Linked DNA regions of Mus musculus: regions 1, 2, 3 and 4 are each linked to region 5. A link is a contact called in public HiChIP or PLAC-seq and promoter capture Hi-C data. All regions are on one chromosome and are shown on one strand. The core of a region is the stretch at or near the end of the contact, and the rest is flanking DNA. Distances in the headings are between cores, read along the strand shown.

Evidence for each region. Promoter capture Hi-C pulls out the DNA fragments that hold promoters and counts their contacts. HiChIP or PLAC-seq counts read pairs in DNA pulled down with a chosen protein or histone mark.
Region 1: a contact with region 5 is called in a promoter capture Hi-C map of pre-B cells, with 3 times the contacts expected there. The contact joins the promoter of Rab35 here to the promoter of 2210016L21Rik in region 5. A contact is called at or near these places in 3 of 39 promoter capture datasets (cranial neural crest, liver and pre-B cells).
Region 2: a contact with region 5 is called in a promoter capture Hi-C map of hematopoietic stem and progenitor cells. The contact joins the promoter of Usp30 here to the promoter of 2210016L21Rik in region 5. A contact is called at or near these places in 3 of 39 promoter capture datasets (the HPC-7 cell line, hematopoietic stem and progenitor cells and hippocampal neurons).
Region 3: an H3K27ac HiChIP or PLAC-seq map of embryonic stem cells shows a contact between it and region 5, with 2.5 times the contacts expected there. The contact joins the promoter of Rplp0 here to the promoter of 2210016L21Rik in region 5. A contact is called at or near these places in 3 of 39 promoter capture datasets (cranial neural crest, liver and pre-B cells), 3 of 115 datasets of contacts at active chromatin or transcription factors (embryonic stem cells, memory CD8 T cells and thymic regulatory T cells) and 2 of 9 other capture datasets (liver and pancreatic islet).
Region 4: a contact with region 5 is called in an H3K4me3 HiChIP or PLAC-seq map of bone marrow-derived macrophages, with 3 times the contacts expected there. The contact joins the promoter of Sirt4 here to the promoter of 2210016L21Rik in region 5. A contact is called at or near these places in 8 of 39 promoter capture datasets (the 3T3-L1 cell line, cranial neural crest, embryonic stem cells and 5 more), 3 of 115 datasets of contacts at active chromatin or transcription factors (bone marrow-derived macrophages, embryonic stem cells and memory CD8 T cells) and 1 of 9 other capture datasets (liver).

The regions. Positions count from the first base shown.
Region 1 is chr5:115,630,581-115,633,280 of GRCm38.p6, reverse strand. Rab35 (RAB35, member RAS oncogene family) reads right to left here and starts at 1,294. Exons shown (of 6, transcript NM_198163.1): 1 at 1,083-1,294. The coding sequence starts at 1,134. It overlaps 1110006O24Rik (RIKEN cDNA 1110006O24 gene), which reads left to right and starts at 1,465. Exons shown (of 1, transcript NR_027810.1): 1 at 1,465-2,232.
Region 2 is chr5:114,098,929-114,101,628 of GRCm38.p6, reverse strand. Usp30 (ubiquitin specific peptidase 30) reads right to left here and starts at 1,296. Exons shown (of 13, transcript NM_001033202.3): 1 at 1,114-1,296. The coding sequence starts at 1,196.
Region 3 is chr5:115,558,138-115,560,837 of GRCm38.p6, reverse strand. It overlaps Rplp0 (ribosomal protein, large, P0), which reads right to left and starts at 1,371. Exons shown (of 7, transcript NM_007475.5): 1 at 1,299-1,371; 2 at 950-1,051; 3 at 1-97. The coding sequence starts at 1,003.
Region 4 is chr5:115,483,089-115,485,788 of GRCm38.p6, reverse strand. It overlaps Sirt4 (sirtuin 4), which reads left to right and starts at 1,305. Exons shown (of 5, transcript NM_133760.1): 1 at 1,305-1,457; 2 at 2,671-2,700. The coding sequence starts at 2,678. Gm42007 (a long non-coding RNA gene) reads right to left here and starts at 1,339. Exons shown (of 2, transcript XR_878704.2): 1 at 1,226-1,339.
Region 5 is chr5:114,940,819-114,943,518 of GRCm38.p6, reverse strand. It overlaps 2210016L21Rik (RIKEN cDNA 2210016L21 gene), which reads right to left and starts at 1,317. Exons shown (of 6, transcript NM_028211.1): 1 at 1,164-1,317. The coding sequence starts at 1,311.

The DNA.
Region 1 (2,700 bases), core at 45-2,544, 690 kb before region 5:
GCCAGCCTCCTTCCTAAAACATCACATATTCCTGGCACCTCAGCTAAGCTCCCCTAAACATCCTGGGCCTGCCTCCCTGAACTCACCATCACCCCACAGGACCTGGTCACCTGCCATACTCCAAACACCTCTAAAATGCTTCATCCTTGGCCAGAAACCAGTGTGACTCTCATTCACTGACCAAATGCATTTAAGCACTGGGTACCAGAAGCTGATCTATGAATCAGAGATGGCGCGGTACTGAAAGGTGTGTGGTGTGTGTGTGTTTGTGTACACAAAGCACTTAAAATATTGAATGAAGCACCCGGGTAAGAGAACAGCAAACACTGTCCACCTACTGTGTGCCAAACACTAGTCCCCTCATTAAGTGTGTGCTCACATCAGCCTTGGCAGGCAAATCTACCACTCCCATTCCACAGATGAGAACTGAACCTTGCTGAGACTTAGTAACAATTCTAAAGGAATGCGCTCATGGCTGTACCTGCCGCACCTCATCCAAGCGCACGGCAACCCGGAGACGGGTCCTGGAAATACCCCCATTTCACGGAGCGCTGAGTCTTCACAGGGCGACTCATGCTGCTAACACTGTGAGTTACTTAGAGGTTACTTTATGCCGGGTCAGGCGCTTTTCCCTACTTTCAGCTCACCGAATCATCCCACCGCTCAGCTTAACAAGTCCCCACTTCTCAGATGCAGGAACTGAGGCTCAAGGGAGGCGAGACAACTCGCCCAAGGTCACAGAGCGGCAAAAGCTTGCCTCCCCGGGACTCGAACCCGGCTCTCTCCAACTCCAGCGATCGCGCGACTTGACCAAGGTCACACGTGAGGCAGGAACGAGCGCCGGGGCCGTGCGTGCATCCCGCGCCCTCGGTGCCCCCCGCCCCGCCGAGGAGCCACCCCGGAGTCCCCTCGCTGCGGCCCCCCCGGGGCCTGCGACCCCGCCGAGCTCCGCGCCTCCCGCCCCGCGCGGGCCGCGCCTCCTCGCTCGCTCGCCCGCCCGCCCCGCTCGCCCGCCCGCCCCGAGGCCCCCGCGGGCCGCGCCCGGCAGGGCCCACACCGCCTCCGGCCCCTGCGGCCCTCACCGCTGTCGCCGATGATGAGCAGCTTGAAGAGGTGGTCGTAGTCCCGGGCCATGGCGGGCGGGGGCGGCGGGCGGGCGGGCGCGCGCGCGCGGGCGGGCAGGCGAGCTGGGCGGGCGGGGTCGGTCCTGGCCTCGCGATCCGCAGCTCCCTCCCGGCTGCTCCGGCAGCGGCGGATCCACTTCCCGAACAAACAGCCGGAACTGACAGAAACACCTCCCTCCGCTCCCCCACCTCCGCCTCCTCCTCCTCCTCCTCAGCAGCCGCCGCCGGTGCCGCCGCCTCCCTCCTTCCCGCCCCGCCCCGCCACTGCGCAGGCGCGGGGGCTGGAACCGCCTCTGCGCAGCCGCAGCCCCGGCCAGCCGCGCCCTCTCCGCGCACGCGCAGTGCGCTACGCTCGCCGGCCGAGGTCCGAGTGAGCTAGCGAGCGAGCGAGCGAGCGAGCGCCGTCGCTGCGGATCCCCGGGAGAACCGAACCGTTTAGCAGGGCCCGACGGAAGAGAGGTGACAACCGGCCGCAGGGCTGAAGCCTGGAGGTCAGCGCTGGGGAGGAAGTCGTCCCCCGAGCACCACGATCCCGGACGCCCGACCCCCTGGCGGAACGGGTAGCGGTTCCGGATTGGGATCCGTGGGGCGTATGCACCCTGCTCGCCAGCGCTTCTGCTCCTTCTGCCTCAGTTTTCCGGACGCAGCGCGGAGCCAGCCCCACGTTTTTTTCCAGTTGGAGCGGAAGCCCACCTGCCCGTCCCCGAGAGCTGTCGCTGCCATCGCCATCCTCCCTGCAGGTCTGCAGGGATTGCCCCATCCCTGTGGTTTTTTACTTTTTCCAGACAAGTTCTCAAGTATCCCAGGGTGGCTTCCTGACTCTCTCGAGTAGCCGAGGATAACCATATACTTCTGATCCCACCTGTACCTCCTGAGTCCTGTTTTAATGTGGTGCTGAGACTCGAACCCATGGCTTCGCAGATGCTAGGCAGACGCTTTTCGAGCTGAGCTCCACCCCCAGCCTCTTTGTCCCTGCTTCTTCTTGCCCTCCAGTGCTTTCCAGCCAAGCACCTGTTGGGGATACTGCCCACTCCTAATCTTTCCCCGTAAGAAGCAGTGCTAGTGTTTAAAACAAAACAACAACAAAATACAGACGCTTACTGAATTCAAAGTTGACATTAGTTTTCCTTTAAAGTTTCTTGGACAGCATGAAACACTTACTAGTCTAATGGATACATGTTTTCCCATACATTTCAGAGTATCTAAGCACCCATGTGCCTCTCGCAGTTCACCGGTATGCCGCCATCAATCATTTAACTGCCTCGTCACCACGTGGTACCCCCATCTGATGGTTGTACTATTCCTTAACAATTCCGCTGCTGGTAGATTTATGCAGTTCATAATTTTCTTGTTATTCAAGGTACTGCAGGTCCTTGAACAGCACACACAGTGTCTGATCTAGGCCTTGCTTGAACTCTTTATTTCCCTGAAGCAAGCCTGGTGATGTCAGATGAACACGAGCCTAGAATCATAAGATACTGGCTGAGGAGAGACGCTGGCTGTGTTGTGTTCTTGATTGAAAACTCCTGGGACTGGCCAGGTTCCTGCTATTCCTTTGATTGGCATTTTTTAAGAA
Region 2 (2,700 bases), core at 47-2,546, 840 kb after region 5:
GCAACGTGTGTGTAACATGTACCCACATATATGTTGCATGTGGACATGTGTGTAATACGTTCTTACCTAATGCTTGGACTATATGAAGTTGATCACCTCCCCTGGTACCAGGGACTGACCCTAGCTAGGGCCTTATGCAGGACAGACAAATGCTCTACCACTAAGATCTGTCCCCCTAATTCTGCCTGCATGAATATTGGTCTCAGCTGAATAAACACTCCCTGAAAAGGATCACTAGTGACAACAGCAATCGTCAGACAACGGCCAGCATTCTCCGATGTCACAGCTAATTACCAGTTTCAAATCTTTTTGTTCTTCCAGGGTGAGTCCATAGAATGTGCACAGACCTTGGCTTAAAAAGCAGTCAGCGGGAGAAGGAGGGGGCCAGTTACAGCACACCTGCTCGGCACACACTCAACGAGGGAAACCGAGGCATGGTGTTGATTGACTAGTTCTTCTGCAGAACCGTACCATGAAGACGGTACGTGAGCCTGAGGGTGAGATTAAGCTGGCCACCAGCCCTGCTCTCAGGTCAGCTGTTAGGCCGCAAGGCCCAATCAAGCCTTCCTTCCCACCTGGTAAAATAGGGCCGCTGGGCGGAATAAACACGGGGTGGGGGGCTTCAGAGCCGGATAAGATGCTGTTAGACCTGCCCCGGTATCCAAGGTAGCCAACCCAAGCAACAGGTCCCAGCAGTCAGGGTGAGCAACGGGGGTGTGGCCCCAGGCCTTGGGAAGATCAACCGGGCTGGGGTGCAGACGGGGGTCCTAGCAGGAACGAAGAGCCTGGAATTGTCACAGCCTGGGGAGCTCAGCGGCTGGGAGCCTTCGGAAGCTTGGGAACCGGAGCGGTTTGGGATGCAGAAGTGAGAATCTCCAGCATGGCAGAGGTGGGAGACCGGCATCTGACAAACTGCGGGGGAGCAGCGGCGTGCAGATTGTGTGCCCGGAGCCCGAGTCTGGGGTCACCGCGAGGGGCTGCGGGGCGTCGCAGGCCGCGGCCACAGCAGGGACGAGGAGGCGACGCCGGGCCGCGGCCTCCGCCTCGGCCGGGTCCGCGCAGGCCTGGAGGCCCTGCGGCCGCCACCGCCACCCCGCACCCCCACCCACTCACCTGACGGCCGCCCCGGTGCGCAGGAAGCGCTGCAGGGCCTTGTCGGCCGCCGTCCTCGCCGCCTGCGCCCGGGAACTTAGCATCGCGCTCGCTGCCGCCGCCGCTACCGCTGCCGCCGCCGCCCCCCGCTCGCCCGCCCGCCGCAGCGGAATGAGGAGCCCAAGACAGGAGGCTCGCAAAGTGGAGGAACCCGCGGTGGCGACCCCGCTTCGGCGGAGGGGGGAAGAAGCCAGGAGGACGGACCGGAAGTTAGTCACACCGGACTGAAATAGTGAACGGACGACCCCTCCCCGGTTCCTTTGCTCCTAGCAACCGCAGCCTGATTCGTTGCTAAGGGAGGTTTCCCGGGGCCCGGGGACCACTTCGGAAGCTATGAGCCTTCGCATTTGCTCCGCCTCCAGGACGGAGCTTGGTTCATGTGGAAAGGCTGTTATTAAACTGGAAAATTTAAAAATAGATGGCTCTAGCTTTGATTTTTTAAAATGTGGGGTTAGCAAGATGGCTCTGTAGGTAAAAACAGCTGCCCCCAAATCTCACACCCTGAGTTCAGTGCCCAGAACCATACAGTAGAAGAGAACCAAAGTTATCAGGACCTTCCTATGTGTGCTGTGGTGCGCAACACACACACACGCGCGCGCGCACAAACACATGCACACATACACATGCATATGCCTGCACTTACACTCGTATATGCACACACATACACCTGCACACACGCATGCACATTTATACATAGATGCACACTTCACAATACACACACATGCATATGTGCACACATGCACACGCACACACACACGTATATATATACACATGCACACTACACATACGCACACATATGCACAGTATATATACCCATACACGTATACACATACATGCATGCATTCACATGCACACAGCACACATATACACGCGTGCACACACACACACCTATAAACATACAGATACATACAAATACATGCAAACACATGCACATACACTTGCATGCACATGTGCACACATATATACACATGCATACACAAGTGCACAGACACACAAATGCAATAAATTAAAATGCAGTGTCTTAGAAATCTGTTTCTATTAGGTTTATACAAAGTCCTAAACAGTCCCACACAAATGTTTGTGAATTCACTCTTTAAAACAGCAAAACATGGAAACAAACTAGATATTTATCAGCTGCAAATCTCCCTCTGTCATACATACAATAAAAAAGGTGTTAGAATTTTTAGATTCCTCTCTTGTGTGGGCATGCTGCTGTATGTGCTGCAGATCTTTATACCATTTCTCTTCTCAAAGCCGAACTGTGTGTGTTGAGTAACTCCCCCTTCCTGTCTTCTGTTCTAGTAATTTCCATTCTATTTCTATTCCTGTGAGGTTGAGGTTGGCTGTCTCAGGACAGGAGTCGCTCAGAGTTCTTTGGTGACTGTCTTAGCTCACTTGGCATAAAGTCTTTTTTTACAGGAAAGTAATATTCCATTGTAAGTACTAGTTTCTCTCTCCTGTCCATGTCTCAATGGACATTCAGGTTGTTTCCACTTCTTGGCAATAAACTCGGGCACATAACCCTCTCTTTCTGGTCTTGTTTTCAGC
Region 3 (2,700 bases), core at 122-2,621, 620 kb before region 5:
CCTTCCCTCGGAGCGACATGCGGATCTGCTGCATCTGCTTGGAGCCCACGTTGTCTGCTCCCACAATGAAGCATTTTGGATAATCATCCAAAAGTTGCTATGAAGGAAGCCAGGAAAAACTACATTGAGAGGAAAACAAACAAAAAATACCCAGCAAAACCCGAAACCCTGCTACCTCTACCTCCCCATTGCTTCACCCTAGGTGTGACACTTCTCGCTAGGAGCCAGCCACCCGAGCCCAACGTCTGTCTTTATCTGATCCAGCTTCCTTGCTGGTTACGAGTATCACAAAATTACTGTCACAGCCAAAAATTAACTTTTAGCTGGGTGTGGTGCCACACCTGTAAAGACAGGTAAGGCTTAATTGCTAATCCGAGGCCAGCCAGAGCTATAGGGGGAAGACTTGCCTCAAGTAAATCTTAAGCTTTACTTTTTAAATAAGGCGTGCCTGGGTGACCAAAGTGACTCTGATCAGGGAAGAGACAGACTTAAAAAGCACAGAAAACAAATTATAGAGAGGTCGGGGGATCTTAGGTTGTGAAATATAAAAGGTACTACCAGACCCAAAAATCTTTGTCTCTGTCTCGGAAAAAAAAAAGAAAAGTTAACTAAAACAGACTGGTACCTACAAAGTCTGGTAGCTCTGGTTCAAAGCCACCTCAAAGGCCTTTTGTAATTAAGTCACTCAACAGCAGCCTGACTGGCAGGTCTCAGATGGGCAACAAGATGAATCACTCCAGTCTCAGCCCTTTGCACAAACGCGAAGGGCTCGACGAGATGAAAAACTGGGTGAGCGAGCTAGTTCTGGAACGCGGGGGGGGGGGGGGGAGATCCCAAGACTACAGAACTTCCCCAGGATGCCCAAACTCTGTTAAAGCGCGTGGCCAACGACCGCCCCGGGAAGACCCGGAGGCGGAAGCCGCGCGTCCCCGGCCCGCTCCACACTTACGATGATCTTGAGGAAGTAGTTGGACTTCCAGGTCGCCCTGTCTTCCCTGGGCATCACGGCGGTGCGTCAGGGATTGCCACGCGGGGTTTAAAGACGATGTCACTGGGGAGAGAGAGGGGGCAGCTTGAGCCCGGTAACCCCAACACCGGCCCCGATCCCAGGCCTAGGCCAAGCCGGCCACGCCAGAGCTGGGCCCCGGGCTGCGGCCGCCAGCAGCGCGGGCGATCCGACAAGCCAGGCGGTAGACCGGACGGGCAGAGCCCGGCCGCGATCCTTCCCGAGCCCATCGCTCCCACCCGCAACGTCCCCGCGCTCTTGCCGCCCTCCCACAACAAAACAACCCCCCAACCTCCAACGAGGACGCCTGGCGAGAGACGGGCCGCATGCCCGCGTGTGCCTTTTATAGGAGAACCAGGCGGTCCTCGAAACCCGAAGACGACGTCGTCCATGCCTATTGGCTGGTTCCATCGACTGTCCTGCCTCACTCAATAAACATGCGCGTCTATTGGCTGAGACCGCTGCCACTCCAGCAAGTCGGGAAAGTAAAGACAGCACCCGGCCGCAGGAGGCGCGCTTTCAGACCTGCTGCCCTCTGCTGGGTCGGAGCCGCCCTGCAGCGTCACCGAGTCAGTACAGCAAAACAACTTTCTGCGAAACCCTAGCTGATGCTCTAGTCTCCTCTTGTTCTTCCATTCTTTTTTCTTTCTTTTAATTTATTTATTTTTTATTTTTTTAGGTTTTTCTGTATATCCTGGCTGTCCTGGAACTCACTTTGTAGACCAGGCTGGCCTCAAACTCAGAAATCTGCCTGCCTCTGCCTCCCAAGTGCTGGGATTAAAGGCGTGCGCCACCACTGCCCGTTTTGTTCTTCCTTTCAAAACCTACATCTTCACCCGCACAAAGTTAATCAAAGATTGCCGTTTTCTCTGAGTAAACGCCTAAAACGTAGACTATTCTCAAGGTCCCACACGACTGTTTCCACTGTCGCAATCTGTTTTCTTGCTTTCCTACTGATGTGTTTGCCTCTCGCCTGATCCCTTTGCCCTTTTATCCCCTTCAAGAGTATGCCTTTTTTTTTTTTTGGTTTTGGTTTTGGTTTTTCGAGACAGGGTTTCTCTGTATAGCCCTGGATGTCCTGGAACTCACTTTGTAGACCAGGCTGGCCTTGAACTCAGAAATCCGCCTGCCTCTGCCTCCCAAGTGCTGGGATTAAAGGTGTGCGCCACCACCACCGGCTTCACAGCTTTTTGAATGGTGCTGGCCAGCTTCGGTCAGAGAAACTCACCTCCCCCACATCTTGCTGCAAATGCTATCTACTCAAGGAGACCTGCCCTGATTCTTGATTTCAAATTTTAAGGGCGGGGGCAAAACCAAACCTACTCTCCCTTACTCTCCCACCTTCTCCTGCAGCACTTACACCATCTAACTCGCTGTATAATTCACCACATTCTGCTTGTCAGCCTCTCCCTGCAGGAAGGTAAGCTCCACAGGGCAGAGATTTTATTCTGTGCCTGCCAGACAGTGGGCAGATAAGTATTTGTTGAGCAGGCAAAACGCAGGGCATGCGGCCAGATGAGACCCGGATCCATAACTTTGTTCTGCCGCTTGCTGTGTTGTCTTAAAAAGCACTTCCACTTTATTGACCGTTTGCTTTCCCTTCCAGGGATACGGGAGAAAATCGATACATAAAACTAGCTTCTTCACATATATATATATATATATATATATATATATATAATATATATATATAT
Region 4 (2,700 bases), core at 56-2,555, 540 kb before region 5:
AAGTTCTAGGGAGGCGGAGGCCGGTGAATCTCCATGAATTCAAGGCCAAGCGTGGTCTACATAAGGAGTTCCAGGCCAGCCAAGGCTACATAGTGAGAACCCATCTTAAAACAAACACAAAACAAAGGGGGCAATTATTTATTATTAAAAGTGTCAAAAAAAATTCTGGGCGTGGTGGCGCACTCCTTTAATCCCAGCACTCAGGAGGCAGAGGCAGGCGGATTTCTGAGTTCGAGGCCAGTCTGGACTACAGAGTGAGTTCCAGGACAGCCAGGGCTAAACAGAGAAACCCTGTCTCGGAAAACCAAAAAAAAAAAAAAAAAAAAAAAGTGTCAGACTATACATTAACACCCTGTCTCAGAAAAACAAAAACAAAAAACAAAGAAAGGGTCTTTTGGGGAGGGGTTGGGAGAGCTGAAGAGGTGGCTCACTGGTTAAGAGCATTGCTTCTCACCAGGTGGTGGTGGAGCACGCCTTTAATCCCAGCACTTGGGAGGCAGAGGCAGGTGGATCTCTGAGACCAGCCTGGTCTACAGAGTGAGTTCCAGGAAAGCCAGGGCTATACAGAGAAACCCTGTCTCGAAAACACCAAAACAAACAAACAAGAGCATTGCTACTCTTGCAGGGGGACTCAGATTCCATCCCGAGCACCCACAGGGCAGTTCACAACAGGTTGTCACTCAAGTTCCAGGGGATCTGACGCCCTTTTATGGCCGTCAGGAGCTCCTCCTGTATGCATGAAGGTAAAACACACACATTATTAAAAAAAAAAAAAAACCAGTCTATTTTAAAAAGCGTCTTGGATGGAGAAATGCCCGCTAGTGTGAATTCAGGGCTACCCAGGGCTGGGCTAACGCGCTGACACCGAGCTATAGCCCCAGTGCTCTTACAGTATTATTTTGAGTCCGAGGTCTCACTAAGTCACCCAGACTGGCCTTGAACTCGTGATTCTTCCGCCTAAGCCTATTGAGTGGCAGATTATTGTCCTGTGCTACTAGTGAAAGAGTTTCTTTAAGAGAGCGAATTCCTAAATTAGGACTGCTTGGATCCTCTTTCGCACGCAGGACATGGGAAATATTAACCACTTCTTTGGTGGCACAAGCCTCTAATCCGAGCACTTGGGAGGTGGAGCCAGGAGGATCACGGATTTGGAGTCAGACAAGGATATGTCAGACCCTCTCTCAGCAAACAACACAAGCCACAAACAAACAAACACTACAAGAACCTCAAAAGGCAATCATTGCCCCAGGCGTCAGCAGCATATCCGGAACCTTAACTGAGCTGAGCAGGAAAGACAGCGGGCAATCCGTAGAGGAGCGCCCAAGAATCTTGGCGTGGGAGACACGTAGGATTCTGGGACTTGTAGTTTTCTTCCAACTAGATCGGCTTCGCGGACTACATTTCCCAAGATGCACACGTAACAAGCGAGTCCCACTGTTGGGTGAGAATTGTGGAAGGTAAGTGTTCTGATCCGGCTGAAGGTTTCCCGCTGAGCATTCTTACTAGGGATTCCATCTGTCTCTTTTGTTCTCGAGGGGACAAGGAGGATTTATCCCGGCAAAACCCGACTGTTTAGCCGTTCACACGTAGCTGGGAAATCTCATGGAGAAAGCAGGGTCCTGAGCTCTTCTTGGATAGGAAGCCAAGCCTAAATATGTGTGCCTATCACTCGATAGCTCCGCATTATGTCAAAGACTGTGTCAAAGGCTTGTCTTTACAACTAGAAAACCAGACAGGCAAGTTTGTATGCCTTGATTTTTATGTGTCCAAGTAGCAGAATTTACAATGCAGGGTAAGCAGACAGAGTGATTACTTAGCGTCCATCCCAGAGGCCCTGGATTTGGTACCGAGAACCGTGTAGAAAAAGACAAAACAAAACTGACATACTAAAATTAAAAAATCTTTTGGAGAAATGATATAATTCGGTTTAGTTGTATTCCTTGGCCTGGGCTACAGGGAATTCTGTCTCAAGTAATGATAATAATAATAATAATAATATCTGATTTAAACCAAGTAGAGTTATAGAACAAATAGTCCCATGAGAGATAATATTAACAAAAATATAAATATTACTAAAACATGTTTATATTAGTAGCAGGTGAAAAATAATGGGCTATTAAAAGTCTGTTTTTTAGGGCTGGAGAGATGGCTCAGTGGTTAAGAGCACCCCCTGCTCTTCCAAAGGTCCTGAGGTCAACTCTCAACGACCACAAGGTGTCTCACAACCATCTCTGATGAGTTCTTCCCTCTTCTGGGAAGTAGGTGTACGCGCAGGTTGACCATTCATATACATAAAATAAGTAAAAAAAAATTTTTTTAAAGTTTGTTTTAAAAAATATTTAATTTTTTAAAATTAAATTTTATTTTATGTGTTTGGGTATTTTACCTGCGCGTGTATTTGCGCATCCCTTTTATTCCTCGGCGCTTGCAGAGCGCAGACGAGGGCCTGAAACTGGAGTTAAAGATAGTTGTAAGTCACCATTGTAGGTGCTGAGAATTGAAGGGCTTCCGGACGAACCGTCCTCCCTTCTGTTTCCCCAGTGCTACAATCCCAGGCCGGGGCCACCGTGGCAAAATTTTCATAGTCGAATAGAGTTCCGGTGTCTATCAATTGGTGGGTTAACTTGACTTGTAAAACCCAGCTGCTCTCATGGATTTCTTTCTCTCCAGAATAAGAATGAGCGGATTGACTTTCAGGCC
Region 5 (2,700 bases), core at 68-2,567:
CCCAGGACCCACATGACTTCTAAGCTCCCATGACACCTGTGTGAGTCTACAGACACACAACATAAAATGTAATAGAATAATCTAAAGGCCACTTTTTAAACCAGGCTTGGCAACACACACCTTTAATCCCAGCACTCAGAAGGCAAAGGCAGGCAGATCTCTATGAGTTTAAGACCAGTCTGGTTTATGTAGCGAGTTCTAGGGCAGTCAGAGCTACATGGGAGACTCTATGTCTAAAATAAAATAAAATAAAACTATAAGTTATATACTTTGTTTTTACATCGGTCCCCTTCTGAGACTTGAAAATGTTTACTGTTGTATGTCTAAGTCACATGACAACTTTTGGGAGTTAATCCTCTCTTTTACCATGGGTTCTGGGAATCCAGTGAGGTTGGCAGGTTTGTGTAGCAATTGCTGAGGCAACTCACTGATCTGGAAATGGAACTAGACATCTCAGGGGCTTTATGGTGGGTAAGAGTGTAAATGATTCTTTTCCAACAGTGTACTGTGAAGAAAATGTTTGGATGTATCTGTAAAAGGCTGTAACGAGATGTAACAATATGGTGTCGTCTACTGGGACAAACAGGTATTATCACGTGACTGTGGCTTGTAGCTCACATGCAGGAGAGGAGAAGGTATTAAATTCCCACGAGGAGTTCAAGTACAGATGCAATATATATATATATTTCTGCCTACTCTCTAAATTATAAGGCCTGTTGGATTCTCTAACCATGATTAAGAGTCATTATACTGGCAGATGCCGGATACATTCCGTCTGCTAGGCAATCTCTCGTTTAGGTATACTCCCGGGTGAGCTCAGTCTGAATGAGACATCAAGTGAGGGCCGAGAAAGTCGGGATTCTGAGACTACAAGAAGGAGGGGCATCACGGTCATCTCAGACAGGTGATGGGTTGGTTACCTTTCCAGAGGGAGGACACAGGACGCATTGAGGAAAGCAGTCAGGAGGCATTTAGGTGCCTCTGCGGCCTCCACGGGAATAAAGCAATCACCCTCTGCCCTCGGTGTCAGTGTGATCCCCAAAAGATCTCAGAAGCTCCCCCAAGAAAGCTCCTCTAAAACGTCAGGACGCCATGGCTCGCACCCCACCACGCATCCGTTTCAGGCCCCCGGGGAGGAGCCTGAGCCCCAGAAAGTCCCCTACCGGCTTCGGGTCTCTCCGCTGCCCCCGGGCGCTGCTCCAGCCCCCAGGCGGGCGTAGCCGCCTCGCGACAGCGTGCCAATTCCTCCGCATCGCTGCTGCTACTGCTGCTGTTCTCCGAATCGCTCATTGCACCGCTGGGCGCCACCATCCTGGGATGCCGCAAGGGGTTGTGGGGGGTAAAAAGCTTCCCTCTCACATGACCCACCTGTCAGAGCATCATGGGAATTGTAGTTCCCAGACCACCATTGGCGGCGAACGGTACAGAAAAATGAGCTCCGGAAGGATCCAGGAGACCACCACCTTCTCCAATCTTTTTGTTGTTGTTGTTTTTCTTTTTCCTTTTCTTTTTTCTCCTCTCATCCCCTCCCCTTTCCTCTCCTCCCCGTCTCTCCTTGTGATCCCCTCCCCACCTTTTCTCTTTTTTTCTCTTGTTTGCACAGGGAACGATAATACCCTAAAGTCAAACAAGAAGATGACAGAAGCAGGATTAGTTTTGTTTTTATTTTTAATTTTTTAAGGAAAAATGAATTCATGTGCGATTTAATGAAATCGGGAAGGCAACTAGCCACCTTTTTTACTTCAGGTTTTGATCTTAGGAAGATTGTTAAACTGTAGGCTTTTGAGGGTCTGACAAACAAACAGAACAAACAAATCAGATCGGAATGACTCTTGGAACAGCGGAGGATTTAGCAGTTAGTGCATAGTCCGTAAAACACCTGTAGACTAGCACTTGAGAGCTTTTGTGTGTGTGTGTGTGTGTTTTGTTTTTTTTTTTTTGTTTTTTGTTTTTGTTTTTTTCCCGAGACAGAGTTTCTCTGTATATCCCTGGCTGTCCTGGAACTCACTTTGTAGACCAGGCTGGCCTTGAACTCAGAAATCCGACTGCCTCTGCCACCCAAGTGCTGGGATTAAAGGTGTACACCACCACTACCAGGCAACATTTTTTTTAAGATTTATTTTATGTATATGAATGAATACTGTAGCTGTCTTCAGACACACCAGAAGAGGGCGCCAGATCCCAATACAGATGGTTGTGAGCCACCATGTGGTTCCTGGAATTGAACTCAGGACCTCTGGAAAAGCAGTCAGTTCTCTTAACCTCTGAACCATCTCTCCAGCCCTACACAAAGTTTTCTGCTCTTATGAAACACAACTGTTTAATTGCAGAAAACGAAGACTTTTTTTTAATGTCACTCCTTAATACATATCAGATTAATACACCTTTTGATTGTTTTCTATTAGAACACCCGAGCTTAAAAGTTGCCGTTTGAGTTGTTTGAGTTTCATTACAAAAGTGATTGACTTTTGACCTGGGTTTAAGACAGCGTTTCCAACAACTTCCGAAGCAGCCCCACCCATGTGTCTGTTGTTGTGTACAATACTGGCGAGAGGGAGCACTGTTGGCATTGCTGACTTCAGAACCAGCACATTGACACTCTGAAAACACTGACGAAGTTCTGTGTCCCATGGTATCAAATATTTAGACAAGATTTATGTAAAAGTAAGCAAATACCCCTATCTCGTTAACATGCAAAAT